2 separate regions of the Sus scrofa genome follow, and region 1 is linked to region 2. Evidence: chromatin contacts called from public HiChIP or PLAC-seq data. All regions are on one chromosome and are shown on one strand. Each heading gives the region's core, a stretch centred on a gene start, on an enhancer-like site or on the middle of the called end of the contact. The rest is flanking DNA. Distances are from core to core; before and after follow the strand shown. Region 1 holds the start of RNF24 (RING finger protein 24). Region 2 has its middle 48 kb from the start of RNF24.

Region 1 (3,695 bases), core at 224-2,723, 48 kb after region 2:
GCGGGAGCGGCCCAAAGAAATAGCAAAAGACAAAAAAAATATAAATAAATAAATAAAATTTCATTTAAAAAAAAAAAGTGACTGTTGAGTGTTGCTAGGTAAGTGTTGCTTCTCTAATCAAGGGAAAAGCAGGAACACCAGGCACTGAAGGCGAGACACTCTGATGCTGTTCTGGAAATGGCTAGAAAAGAAGTGCTAAAGTGCCACTGGGCAGAGAAAGAGAAAAAGACAGCAACATGGGCAGATTTGCATATCATGAGAATTGACTTGCATAAGAATGTATTGAGACTTCAGCAGTAGAGCTAGAGAGAGTTGAGGAGGACTGATTTAAACAGTGAGAGGTAGCAGATCCTCCTGGCAACTGGTCCAGTTGAGCTAGGAAGGGAGGGAGAGAAGGGAAAAGGACCCCTGACACAGGCTTCAGTGACAGGGGGTGAGGGATAGGTTGTTGATAAGCACTCTTTCTTTTGCCACTCTCTCTCTACCCATGCTTCCACCCATCTCTTACCTTACAGAACTTCTTGAGATGTTCGTTGATGTTAGTCTTTACTTCCCCCCTTACCTTGGATATTTATTGTTTGCCAAAGAAGAAGGAACTTGCCTACAGGCGCTTTCTACTATTATTTTGCTTCCCAAAATTAAGCCCCTGAGCTGTTTATGGTTTGTGTGAGGGGGCTTGGAGGGTAGGAGAAGAAAGGAGACTCTCAAGGGGTGATTTAGGGACTGAAACAAAGTGGGGCAATTGTCTCTGTAATTTCCCTGAGCTACAGGGCCCACACACTCAGCCGAAGAGCCTCAGAGACTCCCAGCAGCCCCCGAAGAGTTCTGTGGCCCACGAGTAGCAGAACCAAGGGGCTGGGAACAGGAGAGTGTCTCTGCAGAACACACTGCCTGCCAAAGACAAGGGGCCTCCACTTGATCTTTGGAGATTCATTAGATAAACCCTAAACCTTCTTATTACAGAAAGGGCTGAGATTTCCTCAAAACAAAGGTCAATTCCTGGCCTGCTCCATGGAATGGGAGCTGGGGCCTGGTCGATGCACATAAATAAAGTAATGCACTCTTTCTTGCACACACTCCTCTCCACTATTTGGGCAGATTCTGGGTATCAGAAGTCTGAGAGGATCTGCTGCAGGTGACACAGATGGAGGAAAGAGGCAATGTGCACCTTATCTATCGGACTCCTGTGACCCGGAATGCTGGCAGTCTGGGTGCTAGGAAAGAGGTAGCGTTCCAAGCTTTCCCTTTAAAAAATGCTTATAGGACAAGAAAAAATACTAAACACAGGCGGAGGAAGACAGCTCCGCCCTGGGACAACCCCAACGGGCGGAGCGAGGACTGGCCACCGCGCTCCGCGCCTGCGCACTGCGGACTCTGAAGTCAGGACGATCTCAGGGAGGTGGGCGGGGCTGCCCGGGCATCCGGGTCCCTCACCCCGCCCCCGCTGCATGAATGAGAGGCGCGGTGCCGCCCCTCCCCCACCGGGCCCGCCCCTCGCCGGGGCCGCTGCGCGCAGTCCGCCGCTGCCACCTCAGCCGCGCTAGGTCCCGGCAGACGCCAGCCGCTAGCCTCCAGACGCTGACGGTCCTGCCACGCTCGCCGCCGCCGCCGCCGCCGCCGACGCCGCGGGCACGACAGAGTAAGTGAGCAAGCAAGGGCGGGGGCGCCGAGGGTCGTCACCCCCAGTCTGGGGCTTAGTGGACCGGGCGGGTCCAGGTTCGGGATGCTGAGGAGACCGTGGGCCCACTCCAGCCTCCCCCACTCACACTCCTGGCGCCTCCGCGGGGAGCTGGGAGGGGTGGGACAGCTGCCCCAGGTCGGGAGGGACGCGGAGGAGGGTCCGCCCCGATCCGGAGGGTGGGTCACGCACAAAGGGAGGCGCGGGGCTGTCCCCGGGAGGTCACAGAGGGACGGTGCGGGGCACCCCGAACGCCCTCCTAGCCAGTGCCCGGCGTCGGGTCCCCGGGCGTGGGAGGCTCCTAGGATGAGCAGGGAGGACGAGGTTGGCTAGGACGGCTGCCTGCGTTTTGGCGATGGGAACGCGCCGTGGGGGGTGCGGCGTGGCAGTGTTTTCCTGGTCCCCATCTGCTCCTCCCCTTTCTTTGTGGCGTTTGTCTCGTGCCCATTTGTCACTGTGTGTAAACTGTGGTCTGGGGTAAGACCTCTCGCCTCGGCTAACTCATTTAATGAAAGTCAGGTGCGGGCCTGTCTGTGAGTAGGGGGCGTGTGTGCGTCCTCAGGCCGGAGAATTAAAGACCCTCCTTTGTTTCCGGAGACGTAATGGTGTGTGTGTCACCTATGAAATGAGAGAATCAGAGATCATTAAAAAGGGTATGAGGAAAAAAGATGTATTACTCCATCAGATCGTCACCTCGTTCTGCCTCTGCTGTTTTTTCAAATAGTATTTCTTTGTTTCTTACTGTAAAAGCAGTGGGTTAATTGAAAATATGCCTCTAGTCTCATATCTGTTTATCTAGAACACTTGGTTTTGGGGTTTAGTCAGTGGTCATATACTCATATATATGTACATGAAACTACCCTACATTACCAGTTAACTAAAATGCACTTTTTAGTTCATTGGTAATATGTCTATATAGTCATACTGGTCTATAGAAATACTCCAACATATCTATGACACTGTTTTCTCTGCTTCTCTGTAAGGCAGATTTTGTTTCTTCCTGCCTCTCAATGTTAATAAGAACGTAGTCCAGCAGGTTCTCTTCACCTCTTTGCCTTTTTTTTTTTCCCCCTTAATGCTTTGGCAAAGGGTTTTATTGCGTATTACCCTGGCATGCACCCTTGCTTTGATCTGAATTTCCCTGTGTTGTTGTCTGGTTATGCAGCCCAGCTCAATGGCTCCTCTTACAGGACTGCTGGAAAACAGAACACCTTTTATCATTGTCCTCATCCCCAGAGAAAAGAGGAAGCTCTGCAGGTTCCCACATACTTAGGCTCTGTGGAACTGACTTTGTTGTCTAGGTGAAGTTATGAGGAGTCACAGCTGATGTGAACCAATTAAAAAGAAGCAATTGTAATACCACAGCTGTTCCTTGCTATTTCACTTGGATCTTTTTCTCTTCTTAAACCAGATTTTGTAAGTTTTAGAAGATAGTGGGTTGCATTTTCAGTTTCTTTATTACCGTTATTATTTTACAGAGTGACAGGAAATTAGCTAAACTCAGTTAATGTAAGAAACATACCTCCAAAGCATTTTTATTATGATCTTTTGATTCAAAAATAGCAGCAATTAAAAAAAATTAAAAGGAACTCATTAGATGATATGCCTAATTGAACTGATTCAGTTTTAAGATTCTCTTTAAGATTATATTTTAATCACATGTATTTTAATTCCTGGTAGTTTTCAGTGCAAAATGAAATCTAAATGAAGCAGGCTTCCGCAGCATCTGTTTGTGTATGTTCCCTCTGAAAAAAAACATTTGCTTTTAATTTGAAGGGGAAATTTTCCATTGGTTGGAACAGGATCCATTTTTCTTGGTTAAAATCTTACCTTATGTTAGCACGGTGAAATTCTTTTAAAAAAAGTTAAAATTAATGAAAGACGATTTTTCAATTTGGAATTTTGGTTTTATGATGTAAGATCTAAATAAACTTTTAATATAAATGAACTTATACCTTTAAAAAGTGAGGCCTTCATTAACTACATAAAGTAGTGTCACTAATATTGAAACAACCCC
Region 2 (3,620 bases), core at 326-2,825:
GTTTATATGTCACACTGGCAAATATCAGATAGTTTGTTAACATGTGGCATTGATAGAATGAAGAAAATAGGGCCTCTCTGTTGTCAGCACAACCTCTCTGGGGAGATCAATTTGACAATATTCACCAAAATTACAAATGCAGATATCCTTTGGCCCTACATTTCCACTCTCAAACCTTTATTTTCCAAATAGATTCACACCTAGGGCACTAAGGTAGTCATTGCATCACTGTCAGCAAGAGCAAAAGATTGCACAAAATCAAGTGTCCATCAAAGCACATTTGCCCAGGCAGCTATGATGTATAATGAAACTGTGTGACTTTATTTTATTTTTGTCTTTTTATCTTTTTAGGGCTGCACCTATGGCATATGGAGGTTTCCAGGCTAGGGGTTGAATCAGAGCTGCAGCCACCGGCCTACACCAGAGCCACAACAACACCAGATCCGAGCCGTGTCTGTGAGCTACACCACAGCTCGTGGCAACACGGGATCAACCCACTGAGGGAGGCTGGGGATCAAACCGGCAACCTCATGGTTCCTAGTTGGAGTCATTTCTGCTTCACCACGATGGGAACTCCCAAAACTGTGTGACTTTAGAGAAAGAAAGAAGGAACTGGAGTGATGTCCAAAGTATTTGTTAAGTGAAAAAAGCAAAATTCAAAACAGTATGTATCAAGTAATATCCAAAACAGGGCAAGGAGAGAGAAGAGAATCTTGAATATTCATAAAATGTGTCTGGAAGGACATACACGAAAACCAACACCAGTTGGTCATGGGAAAGGATCACTGGGTTCTTAGGGACAGAAGTAGGAGATTTTTCACTGTCCACACTTTGATGCTTTTGGAACTTAAAAAACAAACCCAGAAAATATCAGGAAAACCTGCAGAAAAAAAGAAAAGTGTCCAAAGTTTAGATATTGCTTTTTTTGGTTTTTCTGTTTTTGTCTTTTTCAGGCTGTGCCCATGATATGATATATGTAAGTTCCCAGGCTAGGGGTCGAATTGGAGATGCAGCTGCCAGCCGACACCACAGCCACAGCAACACAGGATGAGAGTCGTGTCTGTGACCTACACCGCAGTTCATGGCAATGCCAGATTCTTAACCCACTGAGCGAGGCCAGGAATCAAACCTGTATCCTCATGGATACTAGTCGGGTTGATTACCGCTGAGTCACGATGGGAACTCTGAAAATTTAGATATGTTTTAGATGTCCAGTCTAGACCTTTGCTACTCAAAATATGATCTACAGACTGGCAGCTCTGGGATCACCTGAGACCTAGCTAGTAATGCAAAACCCCAGGCCTCTCCCCACTCAGATTAAATCAGAATCTGCATTTGAACAGGAACCCTAAAGAATTTAAACACACTCTTCACTCTGATACACACTTGTCCAGGCAACCAGAGAACTCACTCCTAGGGGCACCACCTGGGTTGATAGCAGAGTCTGCTGCTAATAAAAGAGCTGCTGCCTTTTCCCCCCAACAGGGGCTCCATGCTGGTGAGACACCAGGGCCCAGGCTGTTCCCAGTAGGAAGGAGGATTTAAGCAGCTCCTCCCAGGCTTGGGCTGGCCCTGAGCCCAGTGCCCTGGCGGCTCCCCAGCCAAGGAAACAGCTCCCTTCCTCCTCCAAGAGCCACTGGGACCGCTCGAAACGGAAACATTTGAGAGTTTTCCACTCCCCCTGTTATAAGCTCTTTCCAACATGAATAAAGATGCATCTGTCTGGCTCAAGTTTATTTATAACTGGTATTTATTTATCCATTCCCAGTGCCTCCAGGTACCTGGTACCCTGACCTCGTGGTGGAAGGGAGGCAGGGGAGAGGACAGCACCGGGCAGGCCCCGTTGGAGAAGGAAGGAGAAGGAAAAGCCAGGAGGTTGGCTAATGCCTCTGCATCCTTGATCTACCTGGAACTGCTCCAGGCCACATCTGGAGGCCACATCTGGAAGCAACAATGCCACTGGACTTCTCAGAGTGGCAGGCATAAAAAGGGAGAAAGGAGGGGGAGCTGTACTAAGCTTGGTCCAGACCACCCAGGAGTTGGCCTTTGGAGGACGATGCAGGGAGACTCACTTCTTCCACCACGTGGCCACTACCCTGACCCCCAACTCTCTGAGCTCAACATCTTAGGGAACACAGAGCCACTAGGTATGAATGCACCACACAGAGGCTGTCCCAAGGCTTCCCCAACCCCAAGTTGTAGGGACTCTGGACAGGCCACCACCCTCTCTCTCTGGATCTTTCTTCTGTTTTTTGTTTCTTGTATTTTTGTTTTTTGCTTTTTAGGGCTGCACCTGTGGCATATGGAAGTTCCCATGCTAGGGGTCCAATCAGAGCTGTAGCTGCCAGTCTACACCACAGCAACAGCAACTTGGAATCCCAGCCATGTCTGCGACATACACCACAGCTCACAGCAATGCTGGATCCTTAATCCACTGAGCATGGCCAGGGATCGAACCCACATCCTCATGGATCCTAGTCAGGTTCATTAACCCCTGAGCCACAAAGGGAACTCCTTTTTTGTTTTGTTTTGTTTTTTGTCTAGATCTTTCTTTTCCTGCCACCTCAGCAGCCCTGAGCAGCCCTGACAGCAGTCCTTTCCCTCAAACCCTGAGTCCTCCTCCTCCCCCTTCATGCTCCCCCCTAGGCCTCTCCTGGCCACCATCCCTAGGTGACTAATGTCTCTTAAATTAAAAAACAAAACGAAGCCATAAAACCACTAGTCAGTGTTTACCCCAGAAGAGTTTACAAAATGCTTCCACATACTATGGCTCTCAGTTTATCACCTAACAGCCCAACAAGGTTAGAGCTCCTCTCCCTACCCTACTGAGGGGAACACCAAGCCCAGGAAATGTTAGAGGCCCTGAAAGATCTCCCAGCCTACAGGCAGCAGAAGACTCAGGACTCAATGCGCACCTAAGCTGCCATCTCCCCAGGCCTCCAAGGCCCTTCCAGGGTAGGGCTCCAAAGCAGATGGCTCTTTCACCAGCAGTCACCTGCTGACATCCTAACTCTGTGGATGGTTTTGTCCCTTGCCTGGCCCGTCAGGCCCCCAATTCAGTTCCCACTCCATTTCCTCTATTCTCCCCCATCCAGATCTACCCCATCTTAGAGTCTGGGCAAACGCCCTATCCTTCTCTTCCCAGTCACTATTGTGATTGTTTCCCAGCCCGCCTTCCTGTCCCCAGGGCTCTTCTCTTGCTGTTTCATGTTCTGCCAACTCCCCTCAAACCCTCTGTGATAAATTAATTATAAACATGGCCACAATTATTCCTCGTCCCATAGCCACACCCTTTGCAATGTGACTTTGTATCTCTTGTCATCTTTGTATTTCCTCACCCCTTGAATCCAGGTTGGCCTTGTGAATTGCTTTGGCCAATAGAACACAGAAGTGACAAAGTGACAATTCTTTTCCTTTCTTTTCTTTCTTTCTTTCTTTGTCTTTTTAGGGCTGCATCTGCAGCATACAGAAGTTCCCAGGTGAGGGGTTGAAATGGAGCTGCAGCTGCCAGCCTGCACCACAGCCAGAGCAAGGCCAAATCCAAGCCACATCTGTGACCTCCACCATGGCTCCCAGCAACACTGAATCCTTAACCCACTGAGCGAGGCTAGGGATCAAAC

What was found. HiChIP or PLAC-seq counts read pairs in DNA pulled down with a chosen protein or histone mark.
Region 1: an H3K27ac HiChIP or PLAC-seq map of skeletal muscle shows a contact between it and region 2. The contact joins the promoter of RNF24 here to the enhancer-like site in region 2. A contact is called at or near these places in 11 of 47 Hi-C or Micro-C datasets (adipocytes, blood, brain and 5 more) and 1 of 2 datasets of contacts at active chromatin or transcription factors (skeletal muscle).

The regions. Positions count from the first base shown.
Region 1 is chr17:31,703,882-31,707,576 of Sscrofa11.1, forward strand. RNF24 (RING finger protein 24) reads left to right here and starts at 1,474. Exons shown (of 6, transcript XM_021078063.1): 1 at 1,474-1,639.
Region 2 is chr17:31,655,841-31,659,460 of Sscrofa11.1, forward strand. No RefSeq gene overlaps it. Among named protein-coding and RNA genes, the nearest start is that of RNF24, 48 kb to the right of the region's middle. Within about 2 kb of position 1,576, at least 22 of the 83 cell types and tissues checked have an H3K27ac peak or open chromatin away from gene starts, as enhancers often do. A contact at or near this core is called in brain, omental adipose tissue and skeletal muscle, where this site is marked.